3 separate regions of the Mus musculus genome follow, and all the other regions are linked to region 3. The links are chromatin contacts, called in public HiChIP or PLAC-seq maps. All regions are on one chromosome and are shown on one strand. Each heading gives the region's core, a stretch centred on a gene start, on an enhancer-like site or on the middle of the called end of the contact. The rest is flanking DNA. Distances are from core to core; before and after follow the strand shown.

Region 1 (4,107 bases), core at 118-2,617, 570 kb after region 3:
ATTTTAGGAAACTGCTCTGTCTAGATACTCAGTGTCTTGACCTCATCACAAGGAGCCAGCCTTGCTGGCCAGTGACCTCTCAGCTGAGAAGCAGATCACAGCAGTGATTTAAGTGATGGCACCTGGATAGTAATCTCAAAAACAGCACATGCACATTTTGGAATCTTAAATAGGTGAGTTATGCCCATTTCCTAATAGAAATTTTTTTCAGCCTTCAATAAAGGAAGTTTCAAGTGTTCATCTCAAAAATGCCCAGATCAAACAATTTGGAACCGGGTACAGAAAGCCTCTGCCAGCACTCTGACACGTTCCATGTCTTTTGATCACACTGCCGCAGTCCCCAAATCTCTCCATTGGAAACGGGTGGAATGCTATATCCATTTCAAAGAGCTTTTGCTTGTCTCCAAGGTCCTTAATGCCAAGCTGGAGTCCCTCTCTAATTTGCTGTTTGCCTTATGTTTCCAGTTACAAGCCTGAGATCACAGTTACCGGGTTTATTGGTTTGCCCGTACTTTGCTTAGGGACTCTAACCTCACAGCTTTCTCTTGGTATGCATCTTAGTGGCCACATGGTCTGACTGAGGATCCAGAAGGACCACTCATCTTTCTTTCAAAAGTCAAAACTAGAGGGAATGGGCTGAGAACCACTTGTAACTGTGTCTAAATGGCAAAGCACACCAGGGTCCTACACAACAGATGGAGTTATCAGAACCTGAATCAGCCTTGCCTCTGAAAAAAAGCTTTTGAGATTTCCAGGGCATCCTTAGTAATGTACTTACCTGCAGTTCCTCTCTGCCAAAGTGCCTGTCCAAGAATCCCAGGGGGCACAGACCTGGGAGAGACACCCAAAGTAAAAGCAGCAAGGACACAAGCTTAGAAAGACCCTTCACTGCCCAGGCCTGAATGTTTACAGGCCGTGATGTGAAAGAATCTTTATGGTGAGTTCAGAGTGAAGAAGCTCAAGGACAGGGAATGGAAATGAACAGACAGCAATAGCAGTACAGGACCAGCTTCTACCCTTGGACTTCCACTTTTCCTGAGTACCAAGCCAGAGACAGAGTCCAAGGGAGAAAAGGGAGAGCCAGACACACTGCACAACAGAGCCAGAGAAGAGGCTCTGCAACCAAAAGCAAACGTAATCCACGAAACACCCGGGGCTGAGCAAACACTCTACCTGTTTTTTAGGTAAATTTCAGCTCCATCTCTCTGTGCCAACAACTACAATAGCACTCCAAGAGCAGACTTCAGGAGGAAATAAGTCAGCCCCTGCACTGGATGCCTGGGGGCTGTTTCCTTTGTCATTAACACTCCAAGTGTAACACAAAGCCTATGGAAGCTCTGGGCTATGGAGCACTAGGCTTTCCAGTTTCAGATCAAAGCCAAGAGCTCCCTAGGAAGCCCTAAGATTGCACAATGTACTATCTCCTTCAAGGCAGCAGCTCAGAAAAGCCAGAGCCTTTCTCTAAGACTTACTTCTTTATGGCAAACAACTGGATAAAGCAAGCTCTGCCTTTAGAGAAACCCCAATGCCTGTGCAGGTTCACAAGAGCATCACATGTAAGTTGTAAACAGGCTTTCAGCCTGAAGGAGTGCATAGCTCCTAAGAGCGGACACTAGATTCACCCTGAACCATCCAGAAGCAAGACCAACACCTGCAGTCACACCCACCCGAATGCTTGAGGGACTACTAACTACACACACTCATGCATTTAATCCTCCCATCCCACCAGCCACCACGAACCACACTCCTATCACAACACAGGATCTGCCAGGCAATCCAGGAAAGCCCTAGGAGAAAAAACAGTTGCTCTGGTGTTTTAAATGCTTCGTCTAGCTCAATTAGAAAATAACCAGAGCAGAAGGGAGAAAGTACAGTTAGCCCTGGGCAAAACCTTGTTTCCCTGTAAAATTTAAGAAATGGTACCCCCCCCATCCAATTTTTCCTATTACACCACCCTGACTCCACCCCACCCCAGAGCCCCCACACCCACACCCCACTGCCATGCTATTTCTAGATGTTGTCCAGAAGATGTGCTTAACTAATGATAGACTACTAAAATTTCTAGGGAAGGAGGAAGAGAAACAGTGAAGCGAATGTGCCACATACTTTTCTAAAAGTAACATCACTGGGTCCTCATCTGGAGCTCAGGTCAGCCGGCCGTATGGCAGGAATTGCTAAGGCCATCTGCCTGCCCATCACACTGCTCACTCAAGTCTCCTCTGTTATCTATCCTCCAGCTTCTGCATCTGCATTCTCTCCCACATGGCTCTTTTGCTTAAGAGTGCTCATACCATAAGCAATTGGATTATACCTTTCTCCATTTCCAAGCCATTGACCCTCGAGAAAGTACCTGGTTACTTACACAAAAGGTAATTTCCCAAGTGCATGCCTGGAGGCCTGGTACAATCCACCTACCACATACCTTCATCCCCAAACCATCCTAGCATTCGGGGTTTCTGAGACTACAGGGCTACTCCCCATCTCCCAACAATACACCATCTTTTCCTTGGAGAGCCTACCAGATCTTGGTCTAACTAGGGCAGGAATATATTCTTGTGCAAGCTGCATCTTACACAAGGGCATCGAGCCAAAGGGACAGAGACAGAAGAGGAGCTGAAATTCAGCTTCCCCTCTGTGTGCCAAGCCCTGACTGAGCTGAGGCTCTAGGGGAAAGGACATCCCTTTCTGATTTGTACTAACATACCAAATGAACTAGCACAGGTACTAAACCTCAGTAAGAGCTCTACTTTGAATATTTTTAAGTTAAAAAACAAACAACAACAACAACAACAACAACAACAAAAGAGAACTATTTTTTTTCCTCTCTATGTAGCCCTGACATGCTAACTGTCCAGGAACTCTGTATATAGACCAGTCTGGCCTCGAATGCACAGAGATCCACCTACCTCTGCCTACAAGAGGCTGGAATTTAAGGTGTATACCACTATGCCTGCTTCTACCTTGAATACTCAATTTGGGCTTCTTAGTTATGTCTGCTGCCCAAGCTTCAACATCTATATAAATTACAGCACCATTGGGAACTAGAGACAAGTTTTCTTCCTATACCCATACTGTAAATCTTTGTAAACTTTAGAATAAATGTTGAAGAGAATCTCATGCTCTTCGTAAGAGCTCGTGGGAATTCTTCTAAGGAGGAAGGAAAATCCTCTGAACCCTCCAGGACCCAGAGGGACTGCTGGAGGCACAGCTACAGCTCTCGTTTGTCACAGTCTCCCCAGGTACTTGGTCAATTAAGGCTTATCAAAAGAAAATCCACAATTACTCCTAATAGATTAGTTTTGTACAAATGTAAATTACTTTCATATCTTGTAAGTCAAATCACTGACATAATAGTTCATAACTCTAAACACATCTTTCTCCTCGGCTTAAAATTCGTCAAGACAAAACTTAAAACATAGCATAAACTCTTGACCTCTGACCCTTGCTTACCAACCAAGGGCTCTTGTTTTCGTACCCTCGCACCTAGCTACCTGCTCTACTATTCATCATCAAGGCCCTCATTTCATGTCCGGAAATGTTCACAGGACACATACATGTCCTGGCCCTGCCTGTAATTTCCTGTCATTCAGGTGGCATGCCACTCACACACTGTCCTCGGGGGCTGTACATTCTCTGGTTCCCCCAAACTCACCCGATTGTCATCAATGTTTTAAATGTCATTTCCTCAAAGAAACTCTCAGACTATGCATTCTTCCTAAACTTGAAACTTTTTGTAGCAGTGAAATTATTCATGTGCTTCTACTATGCTTCAAAGTTCATGAGAAGGTTTCACATCCCAGAACTGTATCAGAAAGCAAGTAAATACTGATGGTGACTAACCCACTCACCTCAGCTTCTCCAGATGTGCTGTCCATAAAAAACAACAAAAATCAACAGCTGCCTATCAGCCACTAAAACCTTCAACGATGCTAGAAAGAACTGTGATGGGTATAAGTGTAAAACGTGGTCTTAGTAGGGGAGGAGGACAGTCTATTTCATTAATGTTTTAGTATTCATTAAATGTTGATGGAATATTCTATACATGTTTTAACAAATATATATATATATACATACATATGTACACATATATATACACGTATATGCATG
Region 2 (3,755 bases), core at 1,152-3,651, 640 kb after region 3:
GCCTATCAAAACCTCAGCTTAGACATCACTTTCTAGATGAGATAATATATAGAGAGAACCCACTTGAAAATGTGACAGTGACCGCTGATAATACAGTCTCCTCAGGGGATTGTTATCCGTGAAAAGGAAGTCACCTCAGAGAACCCAGATACCCTGGAGGCTTCCTATAGCCTCTTTCCTACAAAAGAGACCTTTAAGAAAAAGTCAAGCCCTAGCAAGAAAACTAAAAAAAAAAAAAAAAATTACTGCAGGCCAGTAACACCACACCAGACAGCTAAGTGACACTCTGTTCCTATAATGAAGAGAAGACTGGTACCAATGAAAAGGGCAAGGAAAGAGGAAGCAGTTCAGGAAAATCCTTTCAAGAGTCAAAATTTCAGAGAGAAAACACGGACCCTGGAAACTCCCTACTCATTGAATCTAATGAATTCTGACTGTCTAGATATAAATAGAAAGGCAAAAGGGCAATATTGAATATCTCAAGAACCTCACACACAAGCGGCAGAATATTCATGTTCAAGAGTGTGCATGTGGAGCAGGGGAGATGGCTCAGCATTAAGAGTACAGACTGTTCTTCCAGAGGTCCTGAGTTCAAATCCCAGCAACCACAGGGTGGCTCACAACCATCTGTAATGGGATCCAATGCCCTCTTCTGGTGTGTGTGAAAAGAGTGACAGTGTGATCACATTAAATAATTAAAAAGGGTGTCCATGTGTGCACACATATGTGGGTGCCTGATAGGGAACCTGTGCCTGAACACCCATGCAGAGGGCCAAAGATGCTGGAGCACAGGAAAGCATCCATATCAGTGCCTTCCTCTACTGCTCTTCACCCACTTGAGAAAAGGTCTCTCTCTCTCAATGCACCCGAAGCCTGATATTTTTAGCTAGGCTGGTGGAACAGCAAAAGCCCAGGGTCCACCAGCGCCACGTGCAGCACAAAGGTTCCAGGCAGTGGAACAGCCACGTCCAGCTTTAATGTGTGCCGTGAAGATGCGAACCGGGGTCCTCAGGACTGAGCAGCAAGCACCTGTATCCACTGAGCCATCTCCCCGGATCCCCCTGCAGAGTATATTAATCCTGAGAAAGACAACAGGGACAGCAAAAACAAAAAAAGTTTCAAAAACTGGCTCTCTGGGGAAACTGTCTTCCACTCTGGAGAGAAAAGTCGTTGGAGTTACAATATGAAAAGCAATCGAAAAGATCACAGCCATCTTAAACAGAAAAATCTGTTAACAAACGAGAAATGTCAGACCTCAAGATGTGGGAGGAAAAAAAGGAGAAACAATATAAGAAATAGAACAGAACTTATGCTACAAAATTAGTGTGGAAGTGGAGGTGATGGAATTCAAAATTCCGAATAAAGAAAGCAAAGGTAAGTGAGCAGGATCTATAATAAGAACCCTACACAGGGAATCAGAACACCTGGACTCTTATTATTGGCTCCACTCCAAACCGCCATGTGCCCTTAAGGCAAGTTAGTTACTCTCTTTAAAAACAGGCTCCTTGTCCTTAAGAAGTGAAGAAATGCTACTTAGTATAAGATCCCTGCCAGGCTAAATTTTTAATTTAAAAATACACGAAAATCAGGAGCTTCCAGGCCTAGAAACTAGACATTGAGATAAAAGGGGGAAAGAGTTGAGAAAACTTTGGGTGAATAAGTGAGTCAGTGGACAGAGACAAGCTTCGTGACAGCCAAGCACTCCCGGGGTTCCAGGAAAAGATGTCCGGATCTAGAGAAACTGCGAACTAATCGGCATATGTCAAAATGGACAGAAAGAGGGGGATGGGAGTAACTATCCGTGAACTATCTCCGTTAATGAACCGGTAATAGACCTGCTTCTGGTAAACAGGTAGGGGCTCCGAAAGCCGCGACCCACGAAAATCACAGCGAGCGAATCATGGACAGGTTGCCCGGGAGGCAAAAGTCAAGATAAGTTCGTTCTCGGGTTCTGCCTGGTGAAGATTCGGAGAGTAGGTGGAGAGTGAGGAAGGGGCAGAGGAAAAGCAAACTGAGACCATGCAGGCTGACGGGAGAGAAGGAAGTCAATGCCTGGCTCCTGCTCCAAAGCAGCAGAGGGGTCCGGGTCCAGGGTCCCGCTCTCACCATCTTGACGATGCCCCGCTGCACGGTGGGGACCGCGGGTCCCCCGGAGGAGCCGCTGCTCTGCGCGGAGGAGGCCATGTGTGGAGCTGGAAAGGCAGCGAGTGGGGCGGCCGGCCGGACTGGAAGTGTCAGGGTGGGTGTCGGCGCTTGCAGCGACAAGGAGCAGGCAGGCGACAGGCTACCGTCGGTGGGCTGGACAGAAGCGCCAGGCGCACACTAGAACACCAGCGGGACTGGGAGCAAAAGAGGAGACGCGATCTCCGCCGCCGCCACACGTTCTACTCGCCGCGCAAGCGTGCCAGAGCGCCACCGCCCTCTAGCCAATTAGCGTCCAGAACCCGCTGGAACTCAAGCCAATAGGCACTCTCTTTATGAAGCTCCGCCCTTTGGTCCCAAAACGGGTGCGGAGCTCCAGGAAGCGCTGAAAGAGCTGATTTGCGGTGACGGGATGGTTTTGAGGCGGGACTTCCGGGGAAGTCTTGAGAAGGTGGTGTCGGGAGGTGTAGTGGGAAGGAAAGGACACGTCAGCATCTGGCAGTGGTGCGCGGGGAGCCATGGGAGCCCCGAAGGCGGGGCGGGCCTCGCCCTCCAGCGGAGGTTCTGCTCCTGCCCCGCCCCTCAAGCGGCAAAGCGCCCACGTGTACGGAGCTGGACACCGGAACTGGACGACAAGGGCCTGGGGCCGTCCCAAAGGAACCTTACTGCTCTCAGAGTTCTGACGTTTCACCTCCGCAAAGCAGAGGAAACTTTTGAAAGTCGCCGCCATTGGGTAACCTGCTGATGTTAGTCTTGACCCGGAATGTGGCCGCGAATCTCCCGGTGGTCCGGAGTATCACTGGGGTTTAGTGCTTGTGAGTTCCGCTCATGTTTGTTGATGGAAGCAATAAGCATCTCTTAGAGGATGACTCGTCCTGCACACTGAGAATAGCCTCGTTTTTCGGCTCCTTCCCTCCTGCTCCAACTGAGGTTAGGAAAAACCTTGGGATTTGCCATCCCAGGGCTGAGCGGGAGACAGTCCTAACTCACTGCTAATCTCAGCTCGAGGTGGATCAGGAAAGCCATATTCAAGTGGATATTCAGGGAGAATTTATGGTCTTGGAGTGCCCCGTTTTAGAGCACAGGTTCTTGTATGTATTATTTAATAATAAAACCTGGACCTACGCTAAAGACACTACTTCCACTATAGCCTGTTTTAAGAAGTTTGAGTAGTCACGCATGTCTCAAATCAGGGTCAAGTTTTGGGGTCAGCATCTTCCTATAGCTCCAAAGCCAAGTCTGTACCACGAATTCACCCTATTCAAAAGAGAAAACGGATCTTTATAGATAGATACACACACACACACACACATATATAAAACAATTTTGAGGGGTTGCCCAGTACACTGGTAGCTCAGCTCTAAGACCTCATCTTTAGTGAATTTGACCTTTGCAACAGTGTAGCCACTCTCTCCAGGATAGTTGAAGCAGTTGAAACTAATTCCAAACATCTCATTTTCTGATCATAGTTACTGTCCTTTCCCCCCTACTCAGCCAGTTAATTCTCTTTTGCTTGTACTAATTTTCTATTTCTACACAACCATTGATCCTACTAGTCAGTCCTAACAACCAAATTACGTGGAGCATGAACATGCACAGTATACACTGCCTGT
Region 3 (3,873 bases), core at 1,219-3,718:
GGCTCTAAGTCACAGGCATACTTACGGATTGGCCTGTCACTCAACAGCATATGCTACTGTGGCTTGCTTGTCTACTCTCTAGGTTTTGTTGTCCCATGGAAACTCACCTGGCATATAGCTGTCCTTGGTGGTATCTTATTAAGGACAGTTACTGAGGTGTGACAGCGATCTTTCTACAAACATACACGTATATATATGTATGCATATAACATATATATACACACAACATATTATAACGTTATATCACATATGGAGTGTGTGTGTGTTCTCCTTTTAGTCAGCCTTATTCCCCTTGTATTAGGTACTTAGATCATTACATCATTTCCTCTTTCTTTTTCTCCTGCACCGTTGTCTGGGTCCTAGCCTACCAGCAGCTCCTTCAGATGTTGCTTTATTTGTCTGAAGAGCTCATCCATTTCTATCTTCCTGGACTCCGGAGGAATACCAGCCCTCAAGTACAGGGCTGAACATAGGCAGCTCAGCGCCAAGTGACTGTCACGTGTCCCTGCAGTCTCCCCAGCTCTTCTTTCCTCTTTTCTTTTTCCCTGAACCAATTACACCCATAAATACTTCAGGCATGAGAGACTCAAAAGCCATGCTTTGGATGCCACCGCAGGAAACACACTATCTGTGTTCTGGTCCAAGTGGGCAAGCTGTCATTGCACGAGAGAGCACAGATGGACCGAGGTCCGCACCGTGCCCTGAGTTTTACAAACGATGAGCTTAAGGCGTTCGTGATAAGATGCCCGTGAAAGCACTGGCCAGTGGTTTGCCTACCCCTCCAAACATTGCATCTTAGCATCGAGGTTCTGGGGAACAATGGAGGCTTGGGTTCTTGCAAAGGTGGGATTAACTACCAAGAGAATGAACAACTCACCAAATCAGCCAGAGGAGAAACTGTAATGGCCAGTGCCCCTGGAAGCACGTCTGGCCTTTCTCGGGACAGCAGTTGAGAGATGATGTCCCCATGCCAGCTGCACCCCCAGGATGGCACTTCTGATTCTGAACCCACCAATGGGAAGGCAACTCCTAATTAACTCTGAACCATTTCCCATGTCCTCTCCTGACCAGTAGCCCACATCCACTCAACAAATGGAGTGACTGCTAAACACAGTAGTAACCAAACATTTATCGTTATCTGACTGTGTTAAGCCATGGGTGAACTGTACCTGCCTGCAGGTTCCCTGCTCAAGAGGGGCAAACTACAAAAGCATTCTGTAAACATTGAGCAATTATTCAGAATTCCAATGAAAAACATTGTATATTATTCCTTGTAAATTATATGCATCATACTTTCTAAAAGCTAAAATTTTATGAAAATGTGTTTAAAATTATAATAAATGTATTGCATACATTTTAATCCCAGAGATTCACTTTTTAAACATGGAAACACCAGTGCCATGAAACCATTTTATAGGCGAGGCTGGCCGAGAACACATGATTCTCTCCTGCACCAGCCTTCCAAATGCTGGGATTTTAGGCACATGCCACCACACTGGCCTTTTGATTTCTGCGCACACTGGATCTGGCTTTGGACAGCCTACTGCTTTGGAGTCTCACACTTCCATTTTTCAGTTACCCACGGTGTTCTGTCTAACCCTCCAGGACCAGCCTTCCCTCTGGATTCCTTTGGGGTGTGGCTCAGGGTAGCAGTGCTCTGGTTTTCCAGAAGTCCTGGGCTTCCGTCTGCAGCTCCTCAAAGGGGAAAAGGTGCTTTGTTCGGCTGAATTATTTGCCAGCTGTGGATTTCAGGATCAGACCCTGGCTTTCTGAGGTTAGCTCTTAACATGTGCATGGTCTTTAGAGGAGATGGTTGACCCTGCCTGGTAAAAACTATGGACACTGAACCCTTTTTCCTATAGGTTCCTCATAATACACTGAATGTTTCAGGAAGTTTACGGGAGGTGCCTTCATGTCAAAAGAAACTTACAGTCAGGAGGGTTTGGAACCCCCTCTCAAATCACACCCAGGGGCAGAACCTTGTAGGTGGGGTTTAGTGTAGTCTGGCATGAAAGGAACTGCCCAAGGATAAGAACCCGTGACATATGCAGAGCTGGACAATACTTCCATTATACAAAACCTGGCTGAATAGGGCTTCCTGGCTTAGAGCCCCTCATCTTTCCAATCTCTAGAGCACCTTGTACTGGGTGGGGGGTTGGGGGGGAAGCTGCCACTGCCTGTGCTAGAGCACAGTGAGAAGAGGGTGGAGCTGCACCTCCCACATGGACTAGAGCAGGCCCACTATCTCTGGAAGCTTCTTAAGGAACCTGAAACACATTCTTACTAGGTACTAAAGGTTTGGAGGTTAAAGTGGTTTCTCTTTCAAACTAGGTAGTAAGAAAAGGAAAGGCACTTCCTGGGTTTTGTTTGTTTGTTTGGTTTGTTTTGAGACCAGATCTGTCACACCCTAGGTTGGCATTGAACTAGCTACAAGACTAAGAATGACCTTGAACTTCTGACCCTCCCATATGGGATCATATGCATTCTCCAGCACACCTGGCTTATTTGGTGCTGGGGATGGAGCCCAGGGCCTCCTGCATGCTAAGCAAACATTACCATCTGTGCTACAACCCTTAGCCCCAGGAGGAACATTTTCAATGTCATGCGCTTTGGATGGCAAAGCCTTTGAAACCTTCCCTTATGTAATTAATTTACATTTTTTATTATATTTCTCAACTTGAAAATTAAGCCCTTTGCTTGGCCAGCTTCTTCCCTCCCCTTTATGTCAAAAGAAACCACTTACAGCTATTTGTTTTTAATCTTTTGCCTCTTTCTCGTGTGTGTGTGTGTGTGTGTGTGTGTGTGTGTGTGTGTGTGCATATGCATGAGCATATAAGAAGTGCCTGAGCCCAGAATACATTTGTGTAAAGATTTTCTTCATGGTGGCTGGGCTCTGTATCTTGGCACACTACAGAGTTGCTCATATTTAGCCGGGGTGGATCAGTTCCACTCGCTTTTATAACTCTCTTTCCCAGAATCCAGACTCCAAAGACATCTCCATTCCCCTGGAGGTCCGATAATGGCGGTTGTCCATAGTGATGAAAATCTCCAGGGAGAGCCATGGCAATTCGACAAGAGCTATTAAAGGGACATTAGGCTTGAAGTACCAGCATGGGGAATCACATACCTTTGAACCCTAGGACAGCTGCCAACACTGACCAATTGGGAGTCTGGCTCTCTAGCCCTGCAGCTGTGTGTGGGTGCTGCTGGCTTCCAGCCACTGGAGTAAGTCCCATGGAAGGAGACGGGCTCTTGGAAGAACTGTTTGCTTCTGCTTTCTCACTTCTCACCAGAGGACAGCCAGTGCAAACAGCAGTCACTACCAACAGTAGCAGTTAGCCTGCTTACTGTGACTGTGCTAGGATTACCTCACTGAGTAAAATGCCCACCAACATCCTCATGCCCAGATGCCAAGAGAAGAATACAGAGAGCAATGTCTGGAAAGGGAAGCAGGCCTTCCCCTCCTCCCTTCTGCAGACCTGGGCAGAAACTCGCTGCAGCCCTGCCCAGGTACCTCATACATCTTCCCACTCTCTGGGGAATTAACTAATTAGCAGAGGTTAAGGACCCTCTACAGAGCCCTTGTGGTCTCTTCTTTCTCCCTGCAAAGAGCTTTCTGTCTTTGTCCGACTTGGGAGTATACTTGGATACAGCAGACACTTAAAAGTAATGCAGTGCTAATAGGTCTCCATGGGAGGCCCCAGAACAGGGTTCTGGGCATCTAGACATTTCAAATGGAGCATACACAGGTTGGAGTGTTGCATCTCAGATCAGGACAGGGCCCATGTGTGTTCCCAGGAACCTGCTACAGAACAACTTGAATTTTGAGCCTCTTGGTGATACTGGGTGTTAACTAGGATCTGTGTCCTTTCG

The links. HiChIP or PLAC-seq counts read pairs in DNA pulled down with a chosen protein or histone mark.
Region 1: an H3K27ac HiChIP or PLAC-seq map of embryonic stem cells shows a contact between it and region 3, with 2.5 times the contacts expected there. The contact joins two enhancer-like sites. A contact is called at or near these places in 1 of 39 promoter capture datasets (cranial neural crest), 2 of 115 datasets of contacts at active chromatin or transcription factors (astrocytes and embryonic stem cells) and 1 of 9 other capture datasets (embryonic stem cells).
Region 2: a contact with region 3 is called in an H3K27ac HiChIP or PLAC-seq map of embryonic stem cells, with 5 times the contacts expected there. The contact joins the promoter of Snd1 here to the enhancer-like site in region 3. A contact is called at or near these places in 2 of 39 promoter capture datasets (cranial neural crest and embryonic stem cells), 7 of 115 datasets of contacts at active chromatin or transcription factors (astrocytes, bone marrow-derived macrophages, embryonic forebrain and 3 more) and 1 of 9 other capture datasets (embryonic stem cells).

The regions. Positions count from the first base shown.
Region 1 is chr6:28,548,026-28,552,132 of GRCm38.p6, reverse strand. All of the region lies in intron 10 of Snd1 (staphylococcal nuclease and tudor domain containing 1), which reads right to left. Among named protein-coding and RNA genes, the nearest start is that of Snd1, 70 kb to the right of the region's middle. Within about 2 kb of position 1,367, at least 23 of the 459 cell types and tissues checked have an H3K27ac peak or open chromatin away from gene starts, as enhancers often do. A contact at or near this core is called in embryonic stem cells, where this site is marked.
Region 2 is chr6:28,478,994-28,482,748 of GRCm38.p6, reverse strand. It overlaps Snd1 (staphylococcal nuclease and tudor domain containing 1), which reads right to left and starts at 2,401. Exons shown (of 24, transcript NM_019776.2): 1 at 2,107-2,401. The coding sequence starts at 2,184.
Region 3 is chr6:29,116,951-29,120,823 of GRCm38.p6, reverse strand. No RefSeq gene overlaps it. Among named protein-coding and RNA genes, the nearest start is that of Gm25589, 5.3 kb to the right of the region's middle. Within about 2 kb of position 2,468, at least 71 of the 459 cell types and tissues checked have an H3K27ac peak or open chromatin away from gene starts, as enhancers often do. A contact at or near this core is called in astrocytes and embryonic stem cells, where this site is marked.